Regions from separate parts of the Gossypium hirsutum genome. Here region 2 is linked to region 1. Evidence: chromatin contacts called from public Hi-C data. All regions are on one chromosome and are shown on one strand. Each heading gives the region's core, a stretch centred on a gene start, on an enhancer-like site or on the middle of the called end of the contact. The rest is flanking DNA. Distances are from core to core; before and after follow the strand shown.

Region 1 (4,512 bases), core at 1,459-3,958:
CTGCTAATGTTTCGATCTACCTCCTTTATTAGCATTATGGATGAATTTATTGTTTTGCCTTAATTGCCTTGCTGCAATAGTTGTCTCATGTTTAGATATATATCATATATTCTTATCCTGCTCTATATGGTCCCCTATATATTTATATTCTTCATATATATAATTAGTTTCCTTTTTAATTGATTTACAGAGCTGTGGTGGGAGAAATAGGTAGTAAAAATTCGGTTTTGAAAACAATTCCATCAATAGTGCAAGTAAGCCTTAATGTGAGCCAAGAAACAACTCAACATTTCTTACAGATGTTGTGCCGATTATCATTCCCCTAATGAATTTGTACCAATCTTAACGTCGGTCATGGAGTGTGATCAACAAATTCATGTTTCTACCATTTGTGGGTGTTTAAGTTTGAACTTGTATTGTAATAAAAATGTAATCTAAGTATATTGGAGTAAAGTGGTTTAAGAATTGGTCCTTGTCAAATTTGAATATATAAAGTAATGGAATATTGAGTAAATTTCATTGGTAATCATATATCTATTAGAAAGTTTTTTTTTGGTCTCTCAATTTAAAAAGTTATAAAATGGTCACTTAATTATTTAATTATTTTACTTACAGTCACTAGCCATTAAGTAACTAATGGAAAATTGATGCGGTAGCTTTTAAAATTGGTATAATAACAACTTTAATCCTTAACATTTATAGTAATGCCAATTTAATCTTTGATTATAAAAAATTTAACTTTCAACGCTTACATATTGTAATTTTATCCTTTTACACTTTTGCTTTTCTTTGTGACATTTTCTAACATTATCCTTACATTTGATTCAATGGACAAGTGAACAACGACAAGAAATAGAATGACCCAAATTTGAAAAAATATAGTCATTTGTCTAAAATATTAAGAATGTAATTAAATTATATATTATTCTATTAAATTGTATTTAATAATTATGTTAAAATATGATTAAATTATTTATTATGATTTTTGTTAATTCATATTTTAATAATAATTATATTAATAATGTTATTAAATTATATATTATTTTATTAAATTGTATTTAATAATAATTATGTTAAAATATGATTAAATTATTTAATTTATATTTTTATTAAATTATATTTAATAATAATCTTATTAAAATTTAATAACAATAACAATAATCATCTACCTAACAAAAATTATGCTAAGGGTATTCTAGTCATTTAAGTATTTTTTCTTATACTATTACAACAGTTATTCCATCCAACCAAATCCAAGAATACTATTACAACTCTATTCAATTGTTATTCAATTCCATTGAGCTAAATAATTAAATTATTGATTACAATTTTATTCTATTACAACCTTATTCTATTCACCCTAATCAAACGTGATGTAATAGTATTACATTTCTTTGAGGGCTTTGTTTCTATACTGGACTAGGCCATGGTGGCCTCTGTTTGTATGGGATTTTGTTTCTCGATTTTGTAATCCTTTTCTCTATTAAATGAAATCGTATCATTGTTTAAGCAAAATTGAGGCAAAAGACTAAAGGCATCAAATGCATGATTTAAGACTATTTAACCAACTTTTATAATGTTATGGCCTCAATTGATTTCGCTGGAAATTGTCATATTACAAAGGTTATTTTATAATTGGGACCATTAAGACCAAATTCCCTCGTCTTGTTATTATAGGTATTTATTTACATTTGTATTACCTTATGTTATAATTATATTTAAAGTTGATATTGTATGTATTTAATAATTTAACAAGTTGCATTATATTAATTTTGATATTTTGATATATTTTTATTTATTTACTTTTTGTTAAGGATAAATGATTAAAATAGTCACTTTTATTTGCCTTGGGTTATATTTTAGTCACTTATATTTGAAATGTTACGTTTTAGCCACTTACATTATCATTTTGTTACGAAATGGTCACTCTGCCATTAATATTTGTCACCTCCCAAATGGCAATCTGACATGATAATTAAAATGGGTTTTAAATGCTAACGTGGATGAGAAAAATTAATTTTTTTTACTAAGACTAGAATATAAAATTTTGCCCTAAAACCCAATTTGCTCCAGTCTAAAAAGAAGCAACATTTGACTTTTTTTTTGTTAATTTACTTTCTACTATTTTGGTTCAATAAAGATAATTATGAAAATGAATGATTTTTTTTAGTTGAAATGGAAGCAAAAACCAAAACAGACTAAGTGTTATTTTTTTTCCGGTTCAAGGATGAATCTAATGTATTGGTCTTGATTATTTCGGGAAACCAAATTAATATTTTCTTTTAATTAATTTAGAAAATTCAATCAATTAAGTTTATTTAATTAAAAAATAATTAATTATTTGGTTGGACATCTACGATGGTATTTAAAACCCATTTTAATTACCACATTGGACTATCGTTTAGAAGGTAATAGATCTTAACGACAGAATGACCATTTCGTAACAAAATGAAAATATAAGTGACTAAAATGTAACATTTTAAATATAAATAATTAAAATACAACCTAATACAAATAAAAGTGATTATTTTGACAGTTTATCCTTTTTATACATAACTTAGTTTTCTTTGGGGTTAAAAAATATCTTAGTTTTATATTCATTAATAAAGACTAAAGTCAAGAAGGAAGTAAGAAATAAACTAAAAGAATAAACTCTTGGCCACCAAAAAAAAAAAAAAACCTAAAAGAATAAACTCTTGAATAAAAAGAAAATCCGAAAACTCCTTTATTAACAAGCTGTCGTTCAGCGTATGAGACTAAGCAAATGGAAAGACTAAAACACCCTTACGCTACACGCGCATTAAACAAAGAAATCAAGTACATCAGCGTAATTTCGTATTCATCACCATCAATATAAAATAATAAAAGCCCATAAGCGTGTATCGCTTCATTTCCCTCCCCAATTTGAAACCTTTCTCTGTGGGGTGGAAAACCCAATATAACGTTGCAAGAACATAGTCCCCAATAAACTTTCTAAATTAGAATCAAAAGCGAAGAGAAATTAGAGAGAAAAATTAAGTGAACAACGCAGGATCTCAAGAAAAGATGATGAGATTTTTTGGTATGGGAAAGGACTCCACCGTCGATGTGTCGCCGCAGTCATTCGGTCATTCGGCGTCTGCATCAGCGTCTGTGTCGGCCGCCCCGGTGACTGGTCCCGCAAGGCCGATTCGGTTGTTGTACTGTGACGAGAAAGGGAAGTTCCGGATGGATCCGGAAGCGGTCGCGGCTTTGCAGCTTGTTAAGGAACCAATTGGGGTCGTTTCGGTCTGTGGCCGGGCTCGTCAAGGCAAGAGCTTTATTTTAAATCAGGTAATTTTATTTGTATTTTCTGTTTACTTGTTTTGAAGACAAATTGGAGGAAATTTATGTTCTTTCGGTGTTTTCGTAGGCGAAATAACGAATTCTAAGGTTTGTGATTTTAGTAGTAGGGATGCCGTAAATTTAGGGGTTTAAAGGGATCAAGTGTGGAATGTAGCATTTTGGTTTAAATTTTCTGTTTTTAGAAGCCTTCATTTATTATACCCGTGATATCAACATCAAATTTAAGTTTCTGCAAGTGCATTTCAGCTTATAAAGATACAACCAACGAGGTTGAGTACTATGCTTTCTAGAAAGATCTTAGGTAGAGGTAATTATAGTTTCTGAGTTACAATTTATAAGCGAGCATGAGTGAAGAGATACTTATATTTATGCGTCCGATGTGAACATGTTCACTCTGTGCATGGGAGTTTAATGCAAATGCTACTATAAAACTTAGTTGAATGATCCAAGTCTGACCAGCTGTTTATCATTTTCGATAGACCTAGATTTGAGATGGTTTAGCTTGTATCCTTTTGTTCTCAATCTTTGGAGAGGGTGGATATTTGAGCTATGTTTGGTTTCATGGTTAAATATTATGTAATTGTAAATGATTTTCCCTAATTGAACCTTGTATGGCATCTGTTTTTTTTTTTTTTGAATCAGCCTTTGATTTTTTATTTTTTATTTGCTATAGCTACTTGGAAGGAGTAGTGGATTTCAAGTAGCACCAACTCATCGTCCGTGTACAAAAGGGCTTTGGTTGTGGAGTGCACCATTAAAGAGAACTGCTCTTGATGGAACTGAGTACAATCTTTTGCTGTTAGATTCTGAAGGAATAGATGCCTATGATCAAACAGTTTGTTTTCGCTTACCTTTTTGACAATGGATTGGTTATTAAGTAGTTTGATTGTTTTGACTTATGCTTGTATCTTGTAAACTTGACAGGGAACATACAGCACACAGATTTTTTCATTAGCTGTCCTCTTATCTAGTATGTTCATCTACAACCAGGTCTGTATTTTATTAAAGAAAGTATTGATATTTTTTTCCTTTGGACTGGCTTGTTAACGAGGGTCTTTTTACCATTTCCCCAAGTTTTGATTGTCTACTTCTGATATTTAGATGGGAGGTATAGATGAAGCTGCACTGGATCGTCTTTCTCTTGTCACTCAGATGACAAAACATATTCGAGTTAAAGCTGGAGGAAGA
Region 2 (4,279 bases), core at 1,618-4,117, 120 kb before region 1:
ATTTTCTATTGGAATGAGGTTCAAAATGCAATTTGAAGCTGAAGATGCAGCAGAAAGAAGGTACAACCTTATTGAATCTCCAACTCTTGAGTTCAAATTATTTGATTTTCAGCCTAAAGAGGAGAGCAAAGACCTACTCTACCATGTGGTGAAGGCCTTAATTGATTTTTCTTGCAGACACTCAGGAGTAATAACTGGAATTAGTGATATAAATCCTGTTCAATGGCCTGGTTCAAAATGGAGATGCCTGATGGTATAGCAGCACTTGCTTATATATGATATAGTATCGTACAAGTTTCTAATTTGAGTGTCTTTTGGTCGTAAGCGTATACTATTGTCAGAATAATGTTCCTGTTGACACCTAACTGTCAGGTTATTAGTAGAAAAAAGGGTTTATCTGTTAACCCTTTGCCACAGTAATTATGCATAACTCTTAATCATTCCTGTTACTTTTTTAACCCTCGTCTCTATCCATCCTTGGAAGTTAAGTTGGTAAATCTTTTGTTGTATAATAGTTCCTGCCTTGCTGTTTCTAGGAAGTAATCGTTATAACTACTAAAACACTATGTACCTAGGGAAGTACATATGGAAGGTCCTTGTACTTCTGAAACTGAAATATGATGTTGAGTTTGTCAACTTGTGGATCTTAGCATGATTGTTTTGGATTGCTTAGACATGGTCTTGATGCTTTGTCATCCCTGTTAGAAAATATGTTGAAAGTCTCATTAGTTTATGATTTTTATCAGAAATTTACTAGAGTCAATCTAATATTTCTTTCTGGCTAGGGACAATTTAAAAGTTCTGGCTCATTTTTTGTAGGTAAGGTGGGATGATATTGATGCCAACAGGCATAGTAGGGTTTCTCCCTGGGAAATTGAGCCATCTGGTTCAGTTTCCGGTTCTAACAGCTTGATCTCTCCTGGTTCAAAAAGGAACCGAGTTGGATTTCCTTCAGGAAATTCTGAATTTATGGTTCCTGGTAGGTTTTTCTGCATAACTAATACTCTCTTTTGTGTCAAACGATAGTATTTGACATAGTCCGTTCTTTTAACAGATGGAATTAGAGCATCAGACTTTGGGGAGTCTTTGTGGTCCCAGGTATTGCAAGTTCAAGAAAATCTGGGTTTTAACTCTCTTTATGATGGTTCTGATAGTCCGAATATGCATTGGTCTGAAATAAGGGTTGCATTCCTGGTTCTATTGGTTCTGATTTTTCTGCAATAGGAAATATTGGTAGAGACTCACTGGTGAGTCCTGATATTTCCCGTAAAAGTGTAGGCTTTGGGGAATCTTTCCGATTCCATAAGGTCTTGCAAGGTCAAGAAATTTTTGTGTCCCCTCCATATAGAAATGGTTCAACTGCAGATGAAACTCAAGAAAATGACGCTTTTGGTCTTGCTGATGTTGGTCAGCTGTCGGGAACTAGAAGTGGATGGTCTTCCTTGATGCAGAGGTATAATACTCATAGTCGTACACGACCATCTGCACCATCTACACAAACGTCCTCACCATCTTCAGTGTTAACGTTCCTACAAGTGAGCAATCCAATTCTGAATTTCAGTCCTATTTATAATTCTAATAACCAAAAAAGGGAACAGGGAGTTAACAAACAAAGTTCTTTTCATGCACCTGAAATATACAAGGGAAAGCTATTTCCATCTTCATCCAGTGAACATGATTCCCGTGCGAGGGATCTTGGAAGCACAGATTTATTCGGTCATTCTATTGGTTCTGTTCAACTTGGTTTTGCTCCACCTCTAGCAGCTCAACCAGTATTCAGGACTAGTCAAGAATTAGATTCCTCCTGTAAAAGTAGCTGCAGACTTTTCGGTTTCTCCTTGACTGAGGGAAGACATGATGCTAGCAAGGAAGAAGACGTGGTACAAGCAACCTCATCATTGGCGCCTGGAGCGATTTTACCTTGTGTTAGGGAAGAGTTTCACCCAAAGCCTTCGTCGGTGACGGACACAGTTGGAAGCAATTATACTGAAGTAAGCAATCTCTATGCTGTCAGAGATATGGTTTTAGATATTGCATTGTAGACTAGTCGTGAAAGGCAGATCCACAAATGAGTTCCATAGACAGGGAAATAGAGCGTTTTACAATCAAGTTGAAAACCTGGAAGCATTAGATTCCACGGTGCCTTTGCTGTGGATAAAGAGGTTTCATACAACTTGAAGAGTGGTTGGTTGGAAAAATGTTTCATTTTTGTGGTAAGCTTTCAAGCTGTTGGCGGACTTTCAAGGTGGTGGTGTTATTAAAATCGAGACTATGTTTTGAGTCTCGACTTCTATACTGATGAATATGCTGCTGCAAGAAGATGCCTACAGTTGGTGAAGTGATTGTTTATTTTGATTCTATGAATCTAGCGTTATGACCTAAAATTGAAAATTTTTGTAAATATTTTATTAAACCACTTGGAGTTTATCTTAAACTGCAAGTATTAAGCTTTCTGATGGTTTTCTATTCTAAAACCTAAGCTGTTCTATTGTATATTTCCACGGTTGAGTCTGACCAACCCCCACTGCAGACCTGGAGATTGTCATGTTTCTTGAAGCACAACCCTGTAATAAGCTGGTGAGGAAACAATGTATTGGGCCAAACAGCCAGCAAAACCGAGTCCTGATACCTTGATCAAGGCGTAGGCCCATGCCTTTAACTCTCTTCCATGGGGGCATCATCATCTACCTGGACATCACCGTACAAAAATTTAGTGCACGCACGTTAGTAACATATTATTTGAAGACAAATCAGAAATGTTGACTTCGAGTTTAAATGCCAGAATAAGTCGGTAACTTACCGTCAAAATCTGACGGCACCCAATCCACCTACATACTAGATAAGGTCCACGAAGAGTTGACTGTCCCAAATTTTCCGTGCGAAATAAATTTCCGTTGATGTAAAATAACATAACAACAAATGCCTGAAGCCCACATAGCATAAGGCTTTAAAAACCTTTAACAACAAAATAAACAATTGAAACTCAAGAGTTAACACATGAAAAGGATTAGGTATGCACGCATGACCACGGACTAGCCATATGGAATGGGAACCAACTTTGTAAATCCCGGAAAAGAATTCAAAAGTGACCCTAAAACAAAACTCCGGAAATTAAAGCCCTTCACGACTCTAGCTAATGCATTGATACCCATTGTTTGCAATAGAGTGAATTGGGAGCTCCCCAGACCACAAAAATAGAGTGGTTATATATTAGCTCACACCAATCTCTCGAATACTAGAGGGCACAAAGGTGGCTAAACCCTTTGCACAAAACAAAGCCTAAGTTGCCCAAACCAGAGGCTTAAAACTGAAAAGATTCGAGCTGTTCAGCTAAAAATTCTATCGAAAACAGTTACTTCCAGCTAAATATGTGTTGTAAATAGTTACCTGGTAAATAAAAAAAGTTATTTTCAACTAATTCTAATTAAAAAAAAATTGATGCGAATGAACAACAGTCTACCAAGCTTGTAGAATGATTTTTCTCGATAAATGTTCATATAGATGGGCGTGTGCGGAAGAGGATCATAAGTTTGTCTAAGTCATAGATTTGGTCCAGGGTCCTAGACGAATGAAAAACTCAGAGTTTGATTCAACTTGAAACATATACAAATTCAAGTTAGATCTAAAAATATTAAAGGAATAGATAATTAAGATAAATAAATAAATAAATTAAAGATTTGAATAATTAAACAGGGAAAAAATAGAATAAAAATGAAAATACAGAACATAGAATAATTAAGATGATGGGTAGAAGTTTTAAGTAGTATTGGAAACCTGATGAATTCACAATGCTCTTTAAACGGCTCTAATTTTTCCTCCAAAACAGAAAATTTGGCAAGAAAAAACTTGAAGATGATCCTCACAATTAGGGGTGAGCGTTCAATCGAATCGAGTAAAAAAAATTCAAGTTAATCGAGTTCACAAGTCCTATTTTATCATTCTAACTCAATTCAAAAAATTTTCGAATCGAGTGAAACTAATTCGAGTCAAATCGAGTGAAATTGTTCGAGTTAAATTTAAAAGTTTAAATATGTCAAATAAAAATATTGTTACAGTATGACTAATTCCATGTTAGAGCACACAAACTTAAAACCATATATATTTGAAAAAAATTTCAAAGCAAAAAAAAAAAAAAAGAAGATACTTGAGCATGATACATTTGAATCATTAATTAGGTCCCAAAATTATTATTTTAGAAAATTTTTAAAATTTTTACTTTTTTATATTTTTAGAATTTTTTAACAATATAAAATTTGAAATTTTTATAAATATTTTGAAT

What was found. Hi-C and Micro-C count contacts between places; a contact is called where the count stands out from the background.
Region 2: a contact with region 1 is called in a Hi-C map of leaf, with 2.5 times the contacts expected there. The contact joins the enhancer-like site here to the promoter of LOC107962253 in region 1. A contact is called at or near these places in 10 of 34 Hi-C or Micro-C datasets (callus, leaf and petal).

What each region holds. Positions count from the first base shown.
Region 1 is chrA06:105,780,394-105,784,905 of Gossypium_hirsutum_v2.1, reverse strand. It overlaps LOC107962253 (guanylate-binding protein 1), which reads left to right and starts at 2,708. Exons shown (of 14, transcript XM_016898571.2): 1 at 2,708-3,312; 2 at 3,998-4,159; 3 at 4,249-4,314; 4 at 4,426-4,512. The coding sequence starts at 3,046.
Region 2 is chrA06:105,903,544-105,907,822 of Gossypium_hirsutum_v2.1, reverse strand. It overlaps the pseudogene LOC107962252. Among protein-coding and RNA genes, the nearest start is that of LOC107962253, 120 kb to the right of the region's middle. Within about 2 kb of position 2,867, at least 7 of the 9 cell types and tissues checked have an H3K27ac peak or open chromatin away from gene starts, as enhancers often do. A contact at or near this core is called in leaf, where this site is marked.